2 separate regions of the Mus musculus genome follow, and region 1 is linked to region 2. A link is a contact called in public HiChIP or PLAC-seq data. All regions are on one chromosome and are shown on one strand. Each heading gives the region's core, a stretch centred on a gene start, on an enhancer-like site or on the middle of the called end of the contact. The rest is flanking DNA. Distances are from core to core; before and after follow the strand shown. Region 1 has its middle 23 kb from the start of Ctr9. Region 2 holds the start of Ampd3 (adenosine monophosphate deaminase 3).

Region 1 (6,078 bases), core at 3,349-5,848, 240 kb before region 2:
ATAAAGTGTTCCCACAAAACAGACTGTTGAGAAGGATTCAACTGCGTGAATTCAGAACTCTTCAGCTGGGGAACAGGGTACCCGTAAGTATAGCTTTACAAGGTAAGTCTGGCCTTGAACTTTCTAACGAAATTCAAGACAGTCTATCAGAAGTAAAGTGGGAAATAGCTTTACAAGGTACGCCTGGCCTTGAACTTTCTAACGAAATTCAAGACAGTCTATCAGAAGTAAAGTGGGAAATAGCTTTACAAGGTATGTTTGGCCTTGCATTTTTTCTAGTGTTAGGAGCCTTTTTGTTCCTTTTCACATGTTATCAAGCGGTTAAGGCAGGGCTGAAAATTCTGGATGAAATTCAGGGCAATCTATCAGAAGTAAAGTGGGGAGAGAGAGTAGGAGCAAAGAGGAAATATGGTACACAAAATAAGTATACAGGCCTTTCCACGGGTCTTGAACCCGAGGAAAAGTTTAGGTCAGGTAAGAATACCTGGGGAGAGATTGGAAGGAAGGAAAAGAAAAAAGAAAAGAAAAAAGATCAATCAGCGGAGGTTTCTAGGAGAAGAAACCTATACTCATCACTAGATGAGCTCAAGGAGCCAGTTCTTAGTAGTTCTGAATCAGATGAAAAGGCTATTAGGGCCTGGAAGGCGCTCTCCCGAGCAGGTGAAGCCACTGGACAACTAACAAAGATCGTCCAGGGACCTCAGGAGTCCTTCTCAGATTTTGTGGCCAGAATGACAGAGGCAGGCTCTTGCAGCCTACAAGGTCTTATTGTCCACCCTGGAGTTGTAGATCAGGATTATAAAGGGGAACTTCAGGTTCTCTGTTCTTGTACTCAAGTTGTCTTTTCTATATCACAAAGGGACAGAATAGCTCAACTAATAATTTTGCCAAGCCTACATGGCTGTTTTCCTTCCTCTGGTATTCCTTGAGCTGCCAGAGGGATTGGTTCTACTGAAAGTGATTCTGATTACTTAATAATGCCTTTAGATTGTTGTCAAATTTTATCTACTCATGCCAGGCCATTACAGGTCTGGCAAATGGATGTCACGCATATTTCCTCCTTTGGGAGAAATCAATATTTACATGTTTCTATTGACACCTGCTCTGGTGTAATGTTTGCCACACCTTTAACAGGAGAAAAAGCCTCACACGTGATTCAACATTGTCTTGAGGCATGGAGTGCTTGGGGGAAACCCAAACTCCTTAAGACTGATAATGGACCAGCTTATACATCTCAAAAATTCCAGCAGTTCTGCCGTCAGATGGACGTGACCCACCTGACTGGACTTCCATACAACCCTCAAGGACAGGGTATTGTTGAGCGTGCGCATCGCACCCTCAAAGCCTATCTAATAAAGCAGAAGAGGGGAGTCGAGCCTCTACCCCGAGTACCAAGAGTGTCTGTGTCTATGGCACTCTTTACACTCAATTTTTAAAATATTGATGCTCATGGCCATACTGCGGCTGAACGTCATTGTTCAGAGCCAGATAGGCCCAATGAGATGGTTAAATGGAAAAATGTCCTTGATAATAAATGGTATGGCCCGGATCCTATTTTGATAAGATCCAGGGGAGCTATTTGTGTTTTCCCACAGAATGAAGACAACCCATTTTGGATACCAGAAAGACTCACCCGAAAAATCCAGACTGACCAAGGGAATACTGATGTCCCTCGTCTTGGTGATGTCCAGGGCGTCAATAATAAAGAGAGAGCAGCGTTGGGGGATAATGTCGACATTTCCACTCCCAATGCCGGTGATGTATAATGCTCAAGTATTCCCCTGCTTTTTTACCACTAACTAGGAACTGGGTTTGGCCTTGATTCAGACAGCCTTGGCTCTGTCTGGACAGGTCCAGACGACTGACACCATTAACACTTTGTCAGCCTCAGTGACTACAGTCATAGATAAACAGGCCTCAGCTAATGTCATGATACAGGGTGGTCTCATGCTGGTTAATCAACTCATAGATCTTGTCCAGAAACAACTAGATGTATTATGGCAAATAGCTCAGCTGGGATGTGAACAAAAGTTTCCGGGATTGTGTGTTACTTCCATTCAGTATGAGAAATTTACTAGGGCAGCTAATTTGTCAAAAAGTCTTTCTCAGTATATGTTACAGAATTGGACGGCTGAATTTGAACAGATCCTTCGGGAATTGAGACTTCAGGTCAACTCCACGCGCTTGGACCTGTCCCTGACCAAAGGATTACCCAATTGGATCTCCTTAGCATTTTCCTTCTTTAAAGAATGGGTGGGATTGATATTATTTGGAGATACACTTTGCTGTGGATTAGTGTTGCTTCTTTGGTTGGTCTGTAAGCTTAAGGCCCAAACTAGGAGAGACAAGGTGGTTATTGCCCAGGCGCTTGCAGCTCTAGAACATGGTGCTTCCCCTGATATATCTATGCTTAAGCAATAGGTCGCTGGCCATTCAGCTCTTGCACCCCACGAGGCTAGTCTCATTGCACGGGATAGAGTGAGTGTGCTTCAGCAGCCCGAGAGAGTTGCACGGCTAAGCACTGCAGTAGAAGGGCTCTGCGGCATATATGAGCCTATTCTAGGGAGACATGTCATTTTTCAAGAAGGTTGAGTGTTCAAGTGTCCTTCCTCCAGGAAAAACAACACGGGACCAGACCAGGACCCCTCTAGGTGATGAGCCTGGAAGGAGGTTATGTGTACGGCTCCTTTACCTGCACACTGGGGATTTGACCTCTATCTCCACTCTCATTAATATGGGTGGCCTATTGCTTTTATTAATAGAAAAGGGGGAACTGTGGGAAGCCGCCCCCACATTCGCCGTTACAAGATGGCGCTGACAGCTGTGTTCTAAGTGGTAAACAAATAATCTGCGCATGTGCCAAAGGTAGTTCTCCACCCCATGTACTCTGCCTTCCCCGTGACTACAACTCGGCCATGGGCTGCAGCCAATCAGGGAGTGATACGTCCTAGGCGAAGGATAACTCTCCTTAAGAGGGAAGGGGTTTCGCTTTCGCTTTGGGCTTTGGGCTTGCTCTCTGGCTCCTAAAAGATGTAAACAATAGAGCTCTTGCTCTGCGCTCTGGCGCTCTGGCGCTCTGGCCCTCTGGCTCCTAAAGATGTAAGCAAAGGGGGGCTTGCACTCTTACTCCTGAAGATGTAAGCAATAAAGTTTTGCCGCAGAAGATTCTGGTTTGTTGTGTTCTTCCTGGCCGGTCGTGAGAACGCGTGTAAGAGGGGGAGGCACTGAGTCTAAAGGAGTGCCTGCCTGCATTTCATGTTGAGTATAGTTCAGGGACAGAAGTGGAGCCTCGGCTTTGTGACGGGGTTTTACTGTTTATCTTCCATCTTGTCATTGCTGTTGTTTGTTTTCCAGACAGGGTTTCATGTACTCTGTAGAGTTGAGGCTGGTCTTGAATTTCTGATGCCACCATACCCTACTTCTAAGGTCAGCATCGCAGACCTGGCACCACGGGCACTTTTACCAGACTGAGCAGGCTCCTCAGCTCATGACTTTTAAGTCTTTCATTGGTGAATATTCATTGTACAAAGTCATGGCTTCATAACATTTTGTTCAAAATATCCTGAACTGTGACCACATTCACCCACTATCCTCTCCTGTCCTTATCCTGCTTCCTTCCCACCCCACAGATCTTGTTATGTCATATGTGTATACATGTATGTACCCAGGGAGCTTAGGTTCCATGTATGAGAGAAGTATGTGACATTATCCTTCTGGATATTTTTTGACACAATATGATTTCCAATTTCATCCATTTTCCTGCAAGTGATACTTTTTTTTTCTTTTCTTCAGCTGAATAATCCTGTGTGCATATGTGTACCACGTTTTCATTACACATTCATCTTTTGATGAACAGCTAGACTGATTCCATTTCCTCGCTGTTGTGAATAGAGCAGTAAGAAATATGGATGTGCACATATCTGTACAGTATGATCTAGAGTCCTTTGGTGTGGGAACAGGATGGAGGATGGGGGGGGGGATGAGAGATGATGAAGTCATGTGATGAATCCAGGGAAATCAGACTCCAGAGACCAGCATCTGGGTGCAGATCTGCATTTATTGTCCAGCACATAAGCTTATATCCAGTGTTTGAGGCAATGCCAAGCCGCTAAATCCTCGGCCAGTTGTATCTCGCCACACTGTCACCATGCCCCAATGAAAGCCCTGCCTGATGAGGTTACTCAGAAGGAGCAGGGGACACACACACACACACACACACACACACACACACACACACACACATATCATCACTTATTAGAACTTGGTGAAGATGGGGAAGCAGCCACCACCCTGCCTCGTTCCTTCTTGCTGTCTCATGGGTATGTTAGGAGCCATCTTAGATCTAATGCCCTGTACTCCTCAGATCAGGACTCTTTGAGGAGTCGCAGGAGCCTGTGGTGCCTCGTTCTCCATCCAAGTTATCCCTTCACAAGATTGCCTTCCACATCTCTCTCACTTTGGGCATTTGCTCAGGAGTTAGCTGGGTCACATGGTAATCCTATTTTCAATTTTCTGAGGAACTTCCACACTGGTTTCAAGAATGGCCGTTATCTAAAGGCTACCTTAGAGTCTCAACATCATGTTCCAGGGAGCCATTATTTACCAGACTTAGATAGCCAATGTGTTTTCTAATGTGGTTTTCTTCTCTGCTATAGGCGTGGCTTAAAATGAGGTTCATAAATTTTGCCTTATTCTAGAAAATTTATTTTCATATTGTACATGTATGTTAGACTATTTAACACTTAGAGTGTTTACTCATGCCCATCCAAAGCAGGCACACACACTGGAGAAAATGCCAGTGTGTTGGCAAGATAGATGTGCAGAGCCCAGAGGAGGAATGTGTTCTGAGCTGCCAGCTTTCTGCAGGCTGGCCTGGCCCCATCTAGTGAGCCCATAAGCCCATATCTGAGCCCACAGACACACAGGGAAGCAATTGTGGCCAGCTGATAGCAGCTAGAACACCCCCTCCCCCAGGAAGTGACTGGGGGCACATCCTCTGGACTTGTCAGTATGCTCCCTGGCCTGGAATCAGAAGAAAAAGGAAGGGGTTGTGTTTTGGCAAGATGCTGAACTTAAACTTGAACCAAGGATGCATGAATGTAAGCTCATTATGTGACTTTTGGGGGATCACTGGGCACAGTCATCCTCCATTCTGTTCATTTGTAAAGGGAGTTATTTCCCTTTTGACTACACTTTATTCCCACCCAACTAAGCTCCAAGAAGGTCGGCCCCTGAGACCAGTGACTTCTGACCCGGGGCATCATCCTCCTTGAGGGATGCTCCTCACGTGAACTTCTGGCCAGCCCTAAAACCATCCTTTCATTGAATTGCAGTTTTTTGCCCTCCTGAGTCCTGGATGCTCCATTTCTGCATCCCCTTTAGCCCCTCACATCTATGCTCCATTCTACCCAACTGCTGATGTGTTTTCTGCCCACCTTGGATTCTTCCTCCCCCTCCCCCCATCTTTTAAAAGATTTCCCACTCTGGATTCTTTTTTTGTTTTGTTTTGTTTTTTGGTTTTTTCGAGACAGGGTTTCTCTGTATAGCCCTGGCTGTCCTGGAGCTCACTTTGTAGACCAGGCTGGCCTCAAACCCAGAAATCCGCTTGCCTCTGCCTCCCGAGTGCTGGGATTAAAGGCGTGCGCCACCATGCCCAGCCCACTCTGGATTCTTATGGCCTTCTTCTTGTACCCAGCTCACTCTGTACAGCTTAGACCTACCTACCAGGCCCATAAACACTGGTTTACTGTTAGCAGCTAAGTAATGCAGGCACCAAGGTGACTGTTATCTTTCTGACATAAGTGAAGAATCCCCGGAGGGTGTTCTCATCTCTCATTTTCCTTTTTGGGTTATGACCTTGAACTGAGCACATATCTTAAACATGCTCAGGAATGTGCCAGACTCCATAGTACCCCACATAAATATTTGTAGGTTCAAGATAAAACTCTCCAAGCCTCCTTTATTTAGGGGTGGGGTATCATTTTACATGCTTTTCCTAGCCTGCCTCATCTGTGCAGGTAACATTGCTCTTGCCACGCCTTCCTAGCCTTTACTTTCCTCTTTTTTATCCCAATTATG
Region 2 (5,560 bases), core at 2,015-4,514:
TCCCATGCTTAAAGCCTCAGTTCCCTGGGGTGGGGGTGGGGGAGGATTGTGGTGTGTGTGTGTGTTGTACAAGTAGCATGTGTATTCACCGGAACATGTGTGGCCAGAGGTTGATGTCAGTTCCCTCAGTTGCTCTCCACCTTATCTTTCTAAGAGAAGATCTCTTTACTAAGCTGGTCTCTATTCAGCTAGCTTGGCCAGGAGGCCCCAGGATCAGCCTGTCTCATCCACCTAGTGCTGGGGGTTCCTGGAGAACACTGACACACCCACTTCCTCTGTGCATTCTAGGACTCTGAACTGAGGTCTTCAACCTTGAGCAGCAAGCACTTTACCCACTGAACCAACTCCCCAGCTTCCCCATGTCCTTCCCAAACCCTCCTGAGTGGATTTCGGGATGACCTATGATAACAAGACGGGAGGCCTGTATCTCCTACTCCAGAGACCAGGGCGTGTTCGTTTTTATCACTTAATTGTCTGTGTCTGGCATGAAAAGCTGGAATCAAATTATGTCTCATCATGAAACACACCACTCTACTCTCTAAAGGCAAGGCACAGGCTTGCCCAGAGGGGCCCATTTCCTTCTCATTTCTGAGATGTGTGTGACAAGAGTTGGGCACCTGGTAAATATCACGTCCGCACACATCACCTATCTTATTTGTGATTATACCACAGTGCTAAGTACCCAGTACACACACACACACACACACACACACATGTTGAATAGATATTTACATAAGATAACAGAGGAGGGAATGGTCTAAGCAGAGGCCATCTCCTTGTGGTGATCTCGAGAGTCAGCCATGTGTATGGTTAAGCACATAGACTCAAGCCAGACTACCTGGCTTTGAATCCTGTTCCACCACTTATTTATATGGCCTTGGGCAGATGATGAAACTTTCCGTGGTTTTTTATTCCCTATAAAAGAAGAGTAATGGAAATGGCAATGCCATGAGATGCCATGATTAGTCAGGCAGCACATGAGAGTTGTTTAGACTCATCCCTAGCTCAGCATATGTTCTTTGTAGGTATTAGCTGTCAGCATCACTATCTTCTTCATCATTCTGACATCAGATACAAGAGAATCCAGCAGGGAAAACGAATGTGAAGTTTCATCCAGACACTGACTCCTTTTATTTGACATTTATCAAACACCATGGTGGAGCTGGTACTCTCCCAAGTTCCTATGTGGTACAGGGAGACAGAAGCCATATTTAAATGTGAAGCTGCATGGGGGGGGGGGGTCATTTCCTCTATAGTTTGCTTCTTCCTAGGGACTGTGCACATCCTGGACTCCAGCCATCAATCAGCCTGCACCCTCATCAGCTCCTCATACTGTGGATTAAAAGGCAGAGCCATTGTCTCTTCTAGAACTGCAGACAGCACATGGAGGAAATAGGGATTAATATACTTGACAACAGAAACAGGCCACTGAATTGCTTTGGGAAAGAAAAGTATATTCCAACTTAATTCTAAGCCTACATTTCACCTGCCCAAGATACTGCCAAGATCTGGGATTGACTCAGAGGCCATCTGAAGAGGGACTCAGCAAGAGTAAGAACAGGAAAAGCAAACCTTTTATCTCAAAGAACACAATGCTGGTGAGAGCCAGTCCGCCTGTATTCAGGATTTCAGGTTTGAGGCTGGGCTAAGGATGGATAGGCCTGAAAGGTTAGAGTCTCACACCAGCCCACCTAGAGAGGACCAGGTACTACCAGCCTCTTCAGAGCAAGCCAAGTCCCTCCAAGTTGCAACCTGGACAGGCGGACTCCCCCAGTCTGCAGTCAACACTTCCTCTGAGGTGAAGGTGATGATGGAGCTGGAACAGACAGAGGCTCCACGGCTGCCTGCAACTTGGCATTGACTCTTTGTACCTAGGGTACAAAGCATGTCTTCTTAAAGAGGTCCCTGCTCAGCCCACAACTGCTCAGGACCATACTGGGCATACTGCTGTCAGCTTTACTCCAGTAACTTTGCTTATTTCTCACCAGCCACATGCAGTTTGGGGACACTCCCGTTAGAAAACATCTACTAAGGGGCCTCTCAAACTTGCATCACAGGCCTCTGCCAGCCTAGACCAGCCATTAGCAGATCTGCTCTTAAAGCAGCTGCAGGAAGTTCAAGGGCGGAACCAACCTACTACAGCACAAGGGTGTACTCCCAGTGACTTGCCCAGTGACAGGAGGTAAGAAAGGGGTCCTCAAACGGACTCATCATCTGGTCCATACCTCTGCCTCCACCTAGAAGTTCACCCCAGCCCAACACACCCAGTGAGGCTCAGGCACCTAGAAACTTGTCCAGGAGCTCAAAAGCTAGCATGCCCGGTTCCTTTAATTTCCCTAAATCTTGAGATTTTTCTCTAAGCCAGGAACCAGAGGTGCTGCAGGCTCACCAGAGGCCAGGACCCAGGCCACCGCTGGGTAGGGACGGGGAACAGGCTCTGGAGGTGGGAGCTGCGGAGGTTCTGGTCTCTGAGCACAGAGGGGACTGGGCACAGAGCGCCGGCCCAAGGTCAGCGGCGCAGCATCGCGCGCACTCACCGGATTCGGAGGGCAGGGCCATGGGGGCCGGCTGCCGGGCTGGAGCGCAGGTGCCGCGCCGGGCAGGGCGCACAGGGCAGCGGCAGCAGCGCACTGACGCCTGCGCGGCCCGGTACGTGGAGCTGGACCCGACCAGGCCGCGCTTGCAGCCCGTGCCCGCCCCGCAGGAGCCCGCGACTGGTGGGGACCAGGCTGAGCGCTGTGCGGCAGGGCCCGGTGGCGGGGCAGAGAGCCTGTGCAGCGGGATCGCGCACTACCTGGAGGACCCGAAGCTACCCGAGGCGCTGGGCCGCGCTGCCAGCAGGAAACCTAAGCACCCGGGCGCGGCAGCCTCCCTGTCCTCGGCCGGAAGCGAGTCCGGCTCCACCCGGGCTCCGTGGGGCCGCGACACTGTCCCGGGTCAGATGCCAGCAGGGATACCCGCTCTGAGCCTCCCTACCACCAATCTAGCTGCTGCGCCTCGAGGTGTTTGCCCACCTCCTCCTCCCCTCCCAACCAGGACTTTCCCCAAAAAACGAGATTCTAGAGGCATGGTTCCCTCCACGACACTTACTCTTGGTAGCTAAACCGACCAGCAAGCGTTGGTTTTCTCCAGGTGTTGGACCGGTCCCTTGAATCACCTTCCCGCCCCTCCCAACACACACGGGCGCGCGCGTGTACACACACACACACACACACACACACACACACACACACACACACACACACACACACACACACACTTCCTTGCTTCCCAGCCTTCTGCGGTCTAGTTTCTATGCCAGCCCCTCAAAGTCCGGAATGACCTCTGAGTTGCCAAGGCCAGCGGGAGCTTTCTGTGCACCCTTGCTCACCTCTTCCCAGCACTGCAGCCTGCTGACCACGCCTTCCTTCCTGGAACACAGCTCCCAAAGTTAGCACTGGGTGTCTGCCGCCGCTGGCTTCCACAGACTTCCACAGAGTGACCGGTTTCTTAGCCTCCATGGCCTGGTTTTCCATTATGCTGCTCCTGCTCCGAGGAGTCTCGGGATGCCAGCTCCCTGGATCATTTCTGGAGCTAACTCAGAGAATCCAGGCCCATCCAGGTGGTTTTAATGGCCTCCTGCCTGCTGATAAGCTAGTAAACTCTTAGGCCCAGAATACTCTAGAGCGGCAGGTGCATCTCAACCAGAGATTCCTAGGCCCAACTCCTAATTGCCTGCTGGTGGTTTTAGTCTTGACCAGTGACCTCACCCAAGCACCCCCACTTTAAGCCACACTGGGGAGCCACCTTTTGACTTGTGCCTCTTTCACAGAGTTACTGCTACTGTGAGTTTTCATTCACTTCACAGCTGTCTCATTTAAGCACCAAATTTTATTCTTTCTACTTCATAGCCTGATGCTTGCAATCTACATATTTATCAATGATACTCACATGACTGCTAATATACATTACATAGCACACTTAAAATGTTAAAGATGTGATAAAAATGAAGCAATAATTTAAAAATACGACAGGATCTCACTATGCAGCCCTGGCTCACCTGGATTTTGCTATATGGACCCTCCTTCTGCCTCCAGACTGCTGGGATTAAAGGCACATACCATCAACCCAGAAAATTATTTTCCTTTTAATGAATAGTATGCTGCATCTTTTTCTTCTTGCTTTAAAGTTGCCCATGATCGGCTTGGTGAAAGAACCGTGATTAAACTAGTTTGCTAGGCCAGGCTTGGTGGTCCATGCCTTTGATCCCAGCACTCAAGCAGCATACAGCTATCTTTGAGTTTGAGACCGGCCTGGTCTACAAAGCAAGTCCAGGACAGCCAGGGCTCTGTTATACAAAGAAACCCTGTCTAACAGAAAAACAAACAAACAGAAACAGAAACAAAAAGCTAGCTAGTTTGCTGAACCTTAATTTTTTTTAGATTTATTTATGTGCATGAACCTTTTGTTCCCATATATGTCTGTGCATACCTGTGTATTTGGTGCATGAGGAAGTCAAAAGAGGGCATTGTCTCCCCTAGAACTGGAGTTATGAGTGTTATACGTCACCGAGTAGATTCTGGGAATGGAACTTGGATCTTCTGCAAGAACAAGTACTCTTGACTGCTGAGCCATCTCTCCAGGACTCTGGCTGTTGTTATTTGTTTCCTAAGAAGATAGATACCCAAAGATAAACAGAACTCTGTCTCTGCACTTATTAAATTATAATTCTGCTCAAATAGCACCTCCCAATTCTGTAAATGTGAAGGGTCACAGGAAAATGATTTTGTCTGAAATCAATGTTCTCAGTGAGTATTTCGTCAACTATCCTTGCAATTATTTTTAAAATATGTGACATTTTAAATTTGAGATAGTGAATCTGTAAGATTATAAAAAGTATGCTTCTGATGTAGACATCCCTGGTCTAGACTGTCACCTGAAGCCATGTTGACATCTGAGAGCTGTGCAGAGCTGGCCCTGTTTCTCATCAGATGCAGCAACTGGAAGAGCTGGCCCTACCCCTCGCCTGGGCAAAAAGCTGACCAACTCAGCTTCCATCCAGGCCCAGACCCAGTACTTTGAGTTGGCCCACCCCAACATCTACCCCATCTATGAACTGCTAGAACATGTGAAGGGGCCAGTCCTACAGATCCAAAGCTGCAGGATCTCTAAAACACAGGGCCTCAACATAGTATCCAAGAGGAGTCCAGGTGAGGAGCCAGTATCTATAGTGTAGCAGAAGCCAGAGACCTTGAACCAGATCATTTGCAAGTAAAGATGGTGGGCAAAAAGATACAATGTGGTACCCAGTGTGACACATCACAGCTTCCACAGCAAGATGGTTTCTCTTTGTTTGGCTGGTTGGTTTGGTTGTATTCTTTGGGCCAAGTGCAAGGGCAGATATGGAGGGACAGGGAAATAAGTGGGATTGGGGTGCATGGTGTGAAGCCCACAAAGAATCAATAAAAAGTTTGTGGTTTTTTAAGTATGCTTTCAGACACACTTTCAGCAAGCTCCAGCTTCAGTGGTGAGTGTCTCACAAATGAAGGTGGGAGCCATTGAGGAAGACACTGGAAAACCT

The links. HiChIP or PLAC-seq counts read pairs in DNA pulled down with a chosen protein or histone mark.
Region 1: an H3K4me3 HiChIP or PLAC-seq map of fetal liver shows a contact between it and region 2, with 4 times the contacts expected there. The contact joins the enhancer-like site here to the promoter of Ampd3 in region 2. A contact is called at or near these places in 2 of 39 promoter capture datasets (HPC-7-derived erythroid cells and embryonic stem cells), 1 of 484 Hi-C or Micro-C datasets (bone marrow-derived macrophages), 6 of 115 datasets of contacts at active chromatin or transcription factors (bone marrow-derived macrophages, fetal liver, large pre-B cells and 2 more) and 5 of 9 other capture datasets (adipose tissue, embryonic stem cells, liver and 2 more).

The regions. Positions count from the first base shown.
Region 1 is chr7:111,003,166-111,009,243 of GRCm38.p6, reverse strand. No RefSeq gene overlaps it. Among named protein-coding and RNA genes, the nearest start is that of Ctr9, 23 kb to the left of the region's middle. Within about 2 kb of position 4,598, at least 17 of the 459 cell types and tissues checked have an H3K27ac peak or open chromatin away from gene starts, as enhancers often do. A contact at or near this core is called in fetal liver, where this site is marked.
Region 2 is chr7:110,765,910-110,771,469 of GRCm38.p6, reverse strand. It overlaps Ampd3 (adenosine monophosphate deaminase 3), which reads right to left and starts at 3,264. Exons shown (of 15, transcript NM_001276301.1): 1 at 3,091-3,264. It also overlaps B430319F04Rik.